Linked DNA regions of Mus musculus: region 2 is linked to region 1. Evidence: chromatin contacts called from public promoter capture Hi-C data. All regions are on one chromosome and are shown on one strand. The core of a region is the stretch at or near the end of the contact, and the rest is flanking DNA. Distances in the headings are between cores, read along the strand shown.

Evidence for each region. Capture Hi-C pulls out chosen DNA fragments and counts their contacts.
Region 2: a promoter capture Hi-C map of pancreatic islet shows a contact between it and region 1. The contact joins two enhancer-like sites. A contact is called at or near these places in 2 of 115 datasets of contacts at active chromatin or transcription factors (both in embryonic stem cells) and 4 of 9 other capture datasets (adipose tissue, embryonic trunk, liver and 1 more).

Annotation. Positions count from the first base shown.
Region 1 is chr2:32,814,794-32,820,058 of GRCm38.p6, reverse strand. It overlaps Stxbp1 (syntaxin binding protein 1), which reads left to right. Exons shown (of 19, transcript NM_009295.2): 4 at 149-225; 5 at 1,554-1,632; 6 at 2,670-2,773; 7 at 5,032-5,180. Among named protein-coding and RNA genes, the nearest start is that of Gm24165, 15 kb to the left of the region's middle. Within about 2 kb of position 2,933, at least 53 of the 459 cell types and tissues checked have an H3K27ac peak or open chromatin away from gene starts, as enhancers often do. A contact at or near this core is called in pancreatic islet, where this site is marked.
Region 2 is chr2:32,886,118-32,891,382 of GRCm38.p6, reverse strand. The region is part of intron 1 of Niban2 (niban apoptosis regulator 2); the gene reads right to left. Among named protein-coding and RNA genes, the nearest start is that of Gm13523, 5.9 kb to the right of the region's middle. Within about 2 kb of position 3,157, at least 56 of the 459 cell types and tissues checked have an H3K27ac peak or open chromatin away from gene starts, as enhancers often do. A contact at or near this core is called in pancreatic islet, where this site is marked.

The DNA.
Region 1 (5,265 bases), core at 1,684-4,183:
GTGAAGTGAAGCAATGGGCTTTATTTCCAGGGAACATGGTGCTTAAAGAAGGGGAAGGGCTCTCTGTAGGTTGTGTGTGCTAGCCTGAGGGCCTGGCCAGATAGCTTCTAGTTCTCTTAATCACTGTGGGCTGTGTGTCTTTGTGTAGTTGTGGAGGATATCAACAAGCGCCGAGAGCCACTCCCCAGCCTGGAGGCCGTGTACCTCATCACCCCATCTGAGAAGGTAAATCCCTGAGTTCCCCGCTCAGGCTGAGACTCTGGGCTTAGGCTCTTTGGCACAGAGCGAGGGCCAGCCATTTCTAGGTTAAGCATGTTGTCAGAAGCAGGGAAAGTGGGGCTCTTATGCAGGGAGAAGTAAGGCATGCATTGAGCCTCAAGAGATGCAGTAGCGGGGCAGAGTGGACAGCCAGAGCTGGGACCCAGTGCCCCTCTCCACTGTCTAGTTCCCTCACGCTCTCCAGTAGATCCACCTCTAAGCTTTGGCGGTTTATGGCTTGTGGCTACTCAAGTTTTTCCACCTTGTTCAGATCAGATTCTTACAGGACCATTTTCCTCCTTTTTGCTGATAGTTTTTGCCAGATGTTTGGTTTTGCTGTTGTTTTTTATTTTTTTTAAAGATTTGTTTATTTATTATATGTAAGTACACTGTAGCTGTCTTCAGACACACCAGAAGAAGGAGTCAGATCTCATTACAGGTGGTTGTGAGCCACCATGTGGTTGCTGGGATTTGAACTCAGGACCTTTGGAAGAGCAGTCAGTGAGTGCTCTTACCCGCTGAGCCAACTCGCCAGCCCTGTTTTTATTTTTGTCAACTTGACACAAGTTAATCTGGGAAAAGGAACTTTGGTTTTGGAAATGCCAGATCATCCACCAGATGATCTGTAGGCAAGTCTGTAGGGCACTTCCTTGCTTGGTGACTGATGTGAGAGGCCCAGCCCAGTGTGGCCAGTGCCACTCCTAGGCCCAAGTGGTCCTGGGTAGTATGTGCTTTCAAAAATAAGCTGAGCGAGAGAGCAAGACAGTCAGCAGTGCTCCTCTGTAGCATCTGCCTAAGCTCCTGCCTCAGGTGTCTGCCCTGCCTTCCCTCAGCAATAGACAGTGATATAGGACTGTGAGCTGACGTAGGCCCTTCCCTTTCCAAGTTGCTTTTGGTCACAGTGTTTAGCTCAGCAATAGAAACCCCAAGGGCTTATTTATTTATTTATTTTTAAAATCCCCTGGTCTTCACATATTGCCTTCACTTTCAAAATCTGGTCTTCAGGTAAGTTTCTGCCAGAACATCCCTATGAATCTTCTCGAAGGTTCTGAACAGTTTTGTGAGTCCAGGTTCCAGTGGCACTGACACTGCCATTCTGGAGTGAACCACATTCTGGAGTAATCTTACCTTTAAGTGCTCAGAGCTGGTTGTGACTAAACACCAGAAGTACTAGAGACACACACTGGAAACCATTGTTGTAGTACAAGCAGCCCAAAACCAGTGGATTTAGTCAGATTTAGGTTGCACTGGCTTCTAAAATTGAATTTAATGTCCCCCTTCCCCCCTATTTACAGTCTGTCCACTCTCTGATCAGTGATTTTAAGGACCCGCCGACTGCTAAATATCGGGCTGCGCATGTGTTCTTCACAGACTGTAAGTACCCCATGGGCTGCTCCTGCTGGCCCAGGTTGGCATTTCTTCACAGTTCCATGGAGGCTGAGCTGGGGCAGGACAGCAGAAGAAATGAGCGGTACTACAGTTACTTAATCTTCTCTCTTCAGCAGATGAACACTGTAAGACACACACACACATGCACAAGTGTATACTCACACACATGCACAGGTATACAACATACATGTGAGTGTATACACACACATACGCACAAGCATATATTCACTCGTGCACAAGTGTACACACACACACATACACACACACGTTGAGTGTATACACACACATGCACAAATGTATAACACTATCAGAAAGAGAAGGAGAAGTAGTAGCAGTTGTTGTCTTTCTGATGAAAGCTAGCCCACCAGGCTCCTCTGGGAGCAGAGGGCTTCCTGCTGAGCACAGTTTCCGGGTGCTCCATTACAAGGCCATTCAGAATTCTCTGGAGCCCGTGGGCTGTTTCTGTGAGGTCTTTGGACCATAACTGTTCCAATGGGCTGGCCCAGAGTTGCCTTTTTGATTTTGTGCTGGGTTGTGTGTGGATAAGTTTTCCGAGTGGAGCAGCCACAGCGACAGAGTGGTAGCCTCGCCACTCTTCTCCCTCGGGGTAACACCCCAACCCCTGCTGAGACTGCAGAAAAGGAATGGAACCCCTCCTGGCACCTCAAGCTGTTTTTCCACCAGGAGCCTCCTGTGCTGGCTCTTGGTTCCATCATCAAATCTGTGTGCTTTCTTCCTCACCCTTTCTCAACGCCTGCTTGTGTGCTCTCCTTTGCCTGGAAGCAGCACCTAGTCTTTATTGGCTTGGGTAGCGCAGTCAGCTGCTGGCTGCTGTGTTGAGGGCCCTGCAGGTACTTTTCCATCTCTGGAACTCATGGACGGGATGCAGGTATTACTAGGTGCCTTTTTAGAATCTGAGTAAAAATAGGTGCAGTGACATCATGGCTGTTGACTGAGCTGGCAGATGAATGGACGGACAGACGGATGGACAGAAACCCCACTGTTTTTTCTCATTCTTGCAGCGTGTCCAGATGCCCTATTTAACGAGCTGGTAAAATCCCGAGCAGCCAAAGTCATCAAGACGCTGACGGAAATCAACATTGCGTTTCTCCCCTATGAGTCCCAGGTGCGGTCTGTTTCTGTGCGGATGTTTATTTAAGGGAAATGGGCTGCCATGGTGTCTGCCCGATGATGTCATCCCTTCACCCGCCCTTACTGACTGCAGTGGTCTCCGTGCTGCCCAAGCACCACCGAGCACTGCCCACTCCTCTTCACTGACTCCTTGAATAACCAAAGTAGCTTGTTCCTAAAAGGGGACGAGGAGGAAGGGCAGACTCTAGAGCACCCATCTGCTGCATAGGAGGCTGTTTTTATTGGCAGTTACCCCAGCTTGTCATGTGCTGAGAGCAGATGGTCACCTCCATCATAAGCTGTTAGCACTTCATCCACCCTTACCCGGAGGTTCCAACAGCAACTCCCCGTGGAAAAAAATATAAAGCTTTTATCTCCACAAAGGTAAAGCTGATTGAGAGAATATATGAAATTTATTTGAGTATGTTAGAGCTTATCCAAATGTTTTCTCTTGGCAGAAGGAACCAAAAACCATAGGATTTGTATGTGTTCTGTGGTATTGAAAGATATATATGGATCTTTATAGATGAGCTCCTAACACTGTGGGGTAGCCTATTGTTAGGCAGGGGCTGGATGGAGCTTGGGTGGTAGAGTGCTTCTCTAGAAGGCGCAAAGCCAGCTGCAGTTGGGCTTTATAAACTGAGTGTGGTGGCAAGCCTGTATTCCTAGCACTTGGAAGGTGCGTAGAGGCAGGAGGATCAGGAGTTCAAGGCTGTCCTCAGTTATAACAAGTTAGAGGTGAAGCTGGGCTATATGACACCCTGTCCAAAAAAAAAAAAAAAAAAAAAAAAAAAAAAAGAAAAGAAAAGAAAAGAAAGAAAAGAAAGAAAAGAAAAGGGAAATAGGGTGGGGAGGAGAGGAAAGAGAAAAAGAGAGGGGACAGGTACAATGTGAACATCAGAGCTGGCTCAGTGCCTTTTTGCTTGCCCTGAAACCTGTCTCCCCCTGGAGAGCCGAATATGCTTACCTGCTTCTCTATACCCCAGCATCGCCTAAGTAAACGCAGTCCAGGGTTAGCACATAAAAGCATTATTTTTCAGAAAGCATGAGAAAGTAGGAAGTTTAAAAATCAGTTTTTACCAGGCACACCTTTTGTCCCAGCACTTGGGAGACAGAGGCAGGCAGATCTCTGTGAGTTTGAGGCCAGCCTGGTCTACAGAGTGAGTTCTAGGCCAGCCAGGGATGTGTAGAGAAACCCTGTCTCAAAAATAAAACTAAATAAATAATACATACATACATACATACATACATACATACATACATACAAATCACGTTTTAAGTTGAACTTGTTCTCAACCCTGTAACCCAGCACTTAGGATTCTGAGGTCAGAGAAGTACCTCAAATCTAATACGAGCCTGGGCTAAGTTGTGAGTTTCAGGTCAGCCTGAAGGACAGAGTAAGGCCTTGTCTCCATCATCACCACCACCACTTTCACAGGGAGGTGCAGGTAGTTTAACAAGTGAGAACTTGAGAGAATCCTGAGAGTTGGTTGGCTTCATCTTAAAGAGAGAGTCGAACTTCCACAGCCCTTTACAGAAAGGGGTGGGAGGAGGAGGAGGAGGAGAGTACTTAGAGCAGTTTGCTGGAGACAGGATATCATTAAACCTATAAAAAGCTCCCTTATTTGCCCACAGTTGTGGCACAATCTCCAGATCATGCGTTGTTTATTGAAAGCAAACTCAGACTGGCCTATGAACACTTGCACTGCTCTCCAGCATCGCTCACAGGACACGCTAGGTGCACACACCACACCCTAAGTAAGATCTTGGGCTTCACCCTTCCCTTCTCGAGCCTTCTGCTGGCAGCAAACACCTCACCTCCTTGAGACCCTTCTCAGACCTCCCTCCCCTGTGAGTCCAGGCATACACATGCACATGCACGCACACCCACGTATGCACACCCATGTATGCATACACACGTGCACACGTGCGAACACACACAGAGCCATCTGGGGCATTCTTTGCCTGCTTTACTCTTTCCTCAGCTGTTTACAGTTTTCAACCCCATATAGTTTATTTCAGAGTGTTTAATGTCTGTCGTCCCCTGCTATGTGACAGACTCCTTGGGAGCAGAGATGTTTTGGTCACTAACAGTTGAAGTGCTTGGCACTGGAATAAACAAAAGCATGAGCAGGCCACCAGGGTGGCAGATGGACGGATGGATGGATAGACGGATAGCTGGATGGACAGACAGACGGACATTCCAGCTGCTCACTGATAGGACTTACACCCCTGCCTGCTCTGTCGCTCCAGGTGTATTCCCTGGACTCCGCTGACTCTTTCCAAAGCTTCTACAGCCCTCACAAGGCGCAGATGAAGAATCCGATACTGGAACGCCTGGCAGAGCAGATCGCAACCCTGTGTGCCACCCTGAAGGAGTATCCAGCTGTGCGGTATCGGGGGTAAGGCACCATGCTAGACTGGTCTGGGTGGCATCTTTTGTGTCCCACAGATACCTGAGGTCAATCCCTAGAACTCATGAAAAGA
Region 2 (5,265 bases), core at 1,908-4,407, 71 kb before region 1:
AGCAAGAACGCACAACCTATTGGAAGGTTTTCCTTTACCAGTACTTAGGACGTCTTCCCTCCTCCACCCTTCAGGTCTTATCTCAGAGGCCCCTCCGCCAAAGCCTCAGGGGCTCAGACAATGGAGGCCAGGGAACTCAGCTCATTTTCCAGAGTGGTCATTGTGTGCCAAGCACAGCATCCTTCATGCAGCTCATGGAACTACAAGGAGTAGTTAACCACCATGCCCACCTTACAGACAGAGAACCCCAGCCTCTTCCTCCCTCCTCCTCCTCCTCTCTAGACCCTGCCCTGCACTTGCAACTTTCCTTTGGCTCTTGTCAGACTAGGATGACTCTGATATTGGAGTCAGAGAGAAACTTGGAATTGTTCTCCAAGAAATATAACCAACAGGGTCACACTATTCTTTTTTTAAAATGTGATATGTGTACTGCTTTAGGGGGAAAAAAATCAGGAAAGGAATGGAGAGATGGATCAACAGGTGAAATGCTTGCCGTGCAAGCAAGATGATCTGAGCTCAGATTTCTATCGACCGGGTAAGAGCAGGAAGGGACGCAGGGGGCGGCAGGCAGGGGTGAAGGTTCATGTCTTTAATTCTGGAACTTGGGAGGCAGAGGCAGGCAGATCTCTGAGTTTAAGGCCAGCCTGATCTACAGATCTGAGTTCTAGGCCAGGCAGGACTACACAGAGAAGCCCTGTTTGGGGGTTGGGGGTAGGGGATTATTCTTTCCCTTGCTGCTACAATTTTCACTGCTGGATGATACCTTCTGATACACTGTTTTACTTCCCTGTTTAGGCAGTATCCTGCCATACCATTTGGCTACATACTAGGCTACGGTTAAATCTCCTTGTGGGGTGGCTACATAGGTTTACCCAGGGCTTAGTCTCTTTCCTCTAAGCCTTGTGGGTGCACAGACCACCAATCTCTTCAGGTTACCACTTCCTGCCTGGCCTTTAGAAGTTCTCAAGGCTTCAGCCACAGCAACTTCAGCACTTATCTTTCTGCTGAGGGACACAAACTCCTAGCTCCCCAACCTCAGCACTGTGTGAAGCCAGCAACCTGACGACCCCCCCCCCCCGTTACTACACCTCTCTAAGACAGGTAACAAGGAATAAAGTCACTAAGAGGGTAAAAGTGCTTGCCTTGGCCTTGAACCCACTCAGGGGACCCTAGGCCATCAGGAAGCTGTTCCATCTGTGACAGGAGAGCAAACGACAATAATTATCCCACAGGACAAAAGCAAGCTCTCAAGGAAAGGTGGCAACTTCACAGCAGTCAACTGGACACGTCTTTGCACAGGCAGAACCTAGGGCTCTGGGCTTGGCAGCCACCAACTCAGTGTCAAGTACACAGGGGTCTCAAATGGGGCAGAGACCCCTGCCTGCCACCCTAAGAGTTCAGCCAAGTCCAGAGACAGGAGTCAGGAGCCCAGGAGGAGGGCCAGGCTGTCCAAATCCCTGGCCTTACCCTCCAGAACGAGAACAAAGATCTGAAAGGCAGTGAGTCACATTATGGAGAATGAGGCAGAGGAAGGAAACCCCGTGTGGATGCACGCACCTTGTGCCTGTGGCCGCAAACACAATAGGCCAGAGTGCTCCTTCCAAGAGGAACAGAGAGAAAGCCCGGGCTCCCCTACACCTGAAAGCAGCCAAGCCCATACCCTCCAACCATCCACCCCTGTGGACCACAAACCCCAAGCCCTCAGGCAGAGGGTTCCAAGGTTCTTATGCATCCAGGTTGGAAAGTGGTGCCCCCCCAATCTCTCCATCTGTCTCTCTATCATCTACTTATAAGTTTATATTTTGTCTGAATCATGTTTGGCCTGCGTGTACATGGGTACAACAGCTGCACAACTGTAGAAGTCAGGAGAGAGCTTCGGCTCCCTCCTATCTGGTGTTAGGGATGACTGTGAGTGACCACACTGGGACCTGGACCCTTTGCAAGAGCAACAAGCACACTTAACCGCTGAAACATCTCTCCGGCCCCATGTGGCTTCTTTTTATTCCCACCTACCTACGTAGTAAGTACCACGGTGCCATCATCACGGGAGTGATGACTCCCAGACACACACAAAGTCATAACCTTTGCAACCATTAAGGATCAGTGACACCCTTTTCAAAGGAGACACTTAACTGACCTAAAGGTGCTTGGCCAGTAGCTGGAAAAGCAGGCTGTCATCACCAAAGCCACTGTCCACCCAGGGAAGCCCAGGAGGAGCCCAGAGGAGCCAACCCTCAGATGCTACAAATGTTAGTAAGGAGGGCCACCCGGGTGGCCAAGGGCCCCACTGGGGACCACAGAATGAGGCTGAGAGTCCTGTAGTGTCTTTTAGTATCTATAACATGACTCCAAGGTACAGAAGCGCCTAGAAGGGTCTAGAGAAGGTAGTACATTGTATTATGGGGAAAGGGCTCAGACTAGAGGCAGGTGTAGTCCAAGGCACCACACAGCTCTCAGTCCATCTATTGCTGATTGGCCTCTTGATACACAGAGCTAGCCTCTTAAAAGCTCTCCATGTGACCAGGGCAGGGGGTGGGGAGGCGGTGGCAGCCCCTAATTGTACAGGAAGTCTGCTGGGCCCCATGTGGGTGGAGGGGCCCGGGCCAGCAGGGCAGGACCCCAAGTAGCTAGTCTTGGATTCCACTACACTCTCCACAGGAAAACAGGAAAGCCAAGCAGTGCTGCCTGCAACAGCTCTGCCTGGAAGGAGGCTTGGCCTCCTAGCACTAGGGGAGCCCTGGATCAGTAAGAAAATAACCCCTCTGCTTGATGCAGGAGCCCCCACCTCAGCCCAAGAGTAAAAGAGCAGCCTTTGAGGCTCCAGTCCGGTCAGAGAGACACAAAGGGCCTGCTGTGTGTACACACTTGACCCACACCACCTTCTCATCTTGTCACCCTGAAATGGGATCACCACTACTTTAAAGAAGGAGGAAACTGAGGCCCAGAAACTCGAGGAGACCTGACCAAAGTCACACAGTGACCGTCCTGAGCATAGCCTGGAGAGCTGTCCCGTGGTCGTTCCCAGAGAGCTGAGACCAACTCCACATAAGGAAGGGCAATCTGTCCCCCTCCCCTTTTCCTGGCAGCCTTAAATACGGGTGGGGGTGGGGTGGGAGGAGAGTGGCACGTTGGCTATTTTTAACCAGATGCAGTTTTCTGTCTGAGTGGACAAGCTGGGGCTGTCCTCAGACACAGGCCCGTCTGTGATGCCGCACAGAGCCTGCCTTGCTTGCTGAGAACTTGTTTATTTACTCAATTTTCAAAATTATAACCTCTGCAGCCTGGCCGAGCCCAGTCACCCTTCCTGGCTGCTTCTGGGCTGGGCCACAGCATGGAGGGCAGTCAGGCGCCCTGGGCCTCTGAGATTGTGGGCTCCTCTGTTCCCTCTCAGAGTCTCAGTTTTCTCAGTGAAGAAATAAAGGATAAGACTGTTAAATATTTCCTTTTGTTCTTCTTTCTTCTTTCCTACCTCCTTCCTCCTCCCCCTCTTTTCTTCCTTCCTTCCTTTCTTTCTTCCTTTCTTTCTTTCTTTCTTTCTTTCTTTCTTTCTTTCTTTCTTTCTCTCCTTCCTTCCTTCCTTCCTTCCTTCCTTCCTTCTTTCTTTCTTCCTTTCTTTCTGAGGCAGGGTCTCCTATGTACTCCAGGCTGGCCTTGACCTTGTGACCCTACTAGCCTCCTAACATTTAGATCATTTCAGTTTTCCCATCTGAGAATCCAGAAGAGTCCAAGCTAGAGGGAGAGAAAAAAAATCATCCAATACCCACCAGAAGCTTCAAGATCAAATCAGGGACTTCAGGTGCCTGTCAACTATGAGCAAACTTTCCTGAGTCCAGTAGGACATGGATGCCCAAAGCTTAAGCTCACCCCACACTCCATTCATTCCAAAGAACACACACACACACACACAGAGAGAGAGAGAGAGAGAGAGAGAGAGAGAGAGATTGAGATGGGCATGGTGGTTCTACCTTTAATCCCAGCACTCAGGAGGCAAAGGCAGGAAGGTCTCTATGATTTCAAGGATAGCCTGATCTACCTAGTGAGTTCCACAACAAGCTCAGCTACATAGAACACTGTAAATTTCAGGATTTGGAAAGTTGAGGCAGGCTGAGAGGCAGGAAGAATGCTTCAAGTTCAAGGCCAGCCTAGATAGCATGGTGACATTCGGTCTCAAAATAAACCTCAATGCTAAGGGATAGTGCCTCACTTGGTGGGATGCTTGCAGAGCGCGCACAGGGTGCTGAGCGCTGTCCCCAGCACCATAGGAAATGGGATGTGAGCCCATGCCTGTATTCCCAGCATGGGGAGGTAAAATAAAGAATCAGAAGCTCAGGGCTGGAGAGATGGCTCAGCAGGTAAGAGCACTGACTGTTCTTCCAAAGGTCCTGAGTTCAAATCCCAGCAACCACATGGTGGCTCACAACCACCCGCAATGAGATCTGACACCGTCTTCTGGTGCGTCTGAAGACAGCTACAGTGTACTTATGTATAATAATAAAGAAATCTTTGGGCCGGAGTAAGTAGCTGACTTTACCAGCTTGGTCTTGAGCGAGCAGAGGTCCTAAAAATTCAATTCCCAACAACCACATGAAGGAACCACATGAAGGCGCACAACCATCTGTATAGCTACAGTATACTCACATACATAAAATAAATAAATCTTTAAAAAAAAAAAGAAAGAAAGAAAAAAAGAAACTAAAAAAAAAAATTCGGAAGTTCAGAGCCATCTGGTTAGAGTTATCGCATGTACATGGCATAAGCCAAGCACTCTATGGGTACCCCAGAGGCAAGAAATGGGGCCAGTGTTCCCACCTTACTGTCACCTGAAGCTCCAAGGAGAGTGCCATGACCAAAGCCACACAGCTTTGTCCCATCACCACAGGCAGACACAGAGCCCCCTGGACAGGGCTGACGGTGTGTTCACAGCCATGGACTTAGAAAGGCATAAACATGCATTGCCTGTCACACAAACCACAGTTCTTGTTGGAACCTCCTTGGCCTGCACAAGAGTCCCACAAAATTAAGCCTATGTTACAGCCTCGTACCCAGCACATGGTTTACACTGGGCCTATGACAGCTTTCTGAACGAGTTCTATGTCCCTCGGCAAGGTCTCTGTGCAGTTAACATCCACTGCAGCTATTCTGCGCTTTCACACGGCTGAGCTGTCAACACGGGCCTAGTGACCACTGCGCAGGTAGGCAGAGGAAGGGACACAAACAAGAGGAAAGAGCTGACACATGTTCCTTGGCACTCAGACTGTGTGGCTT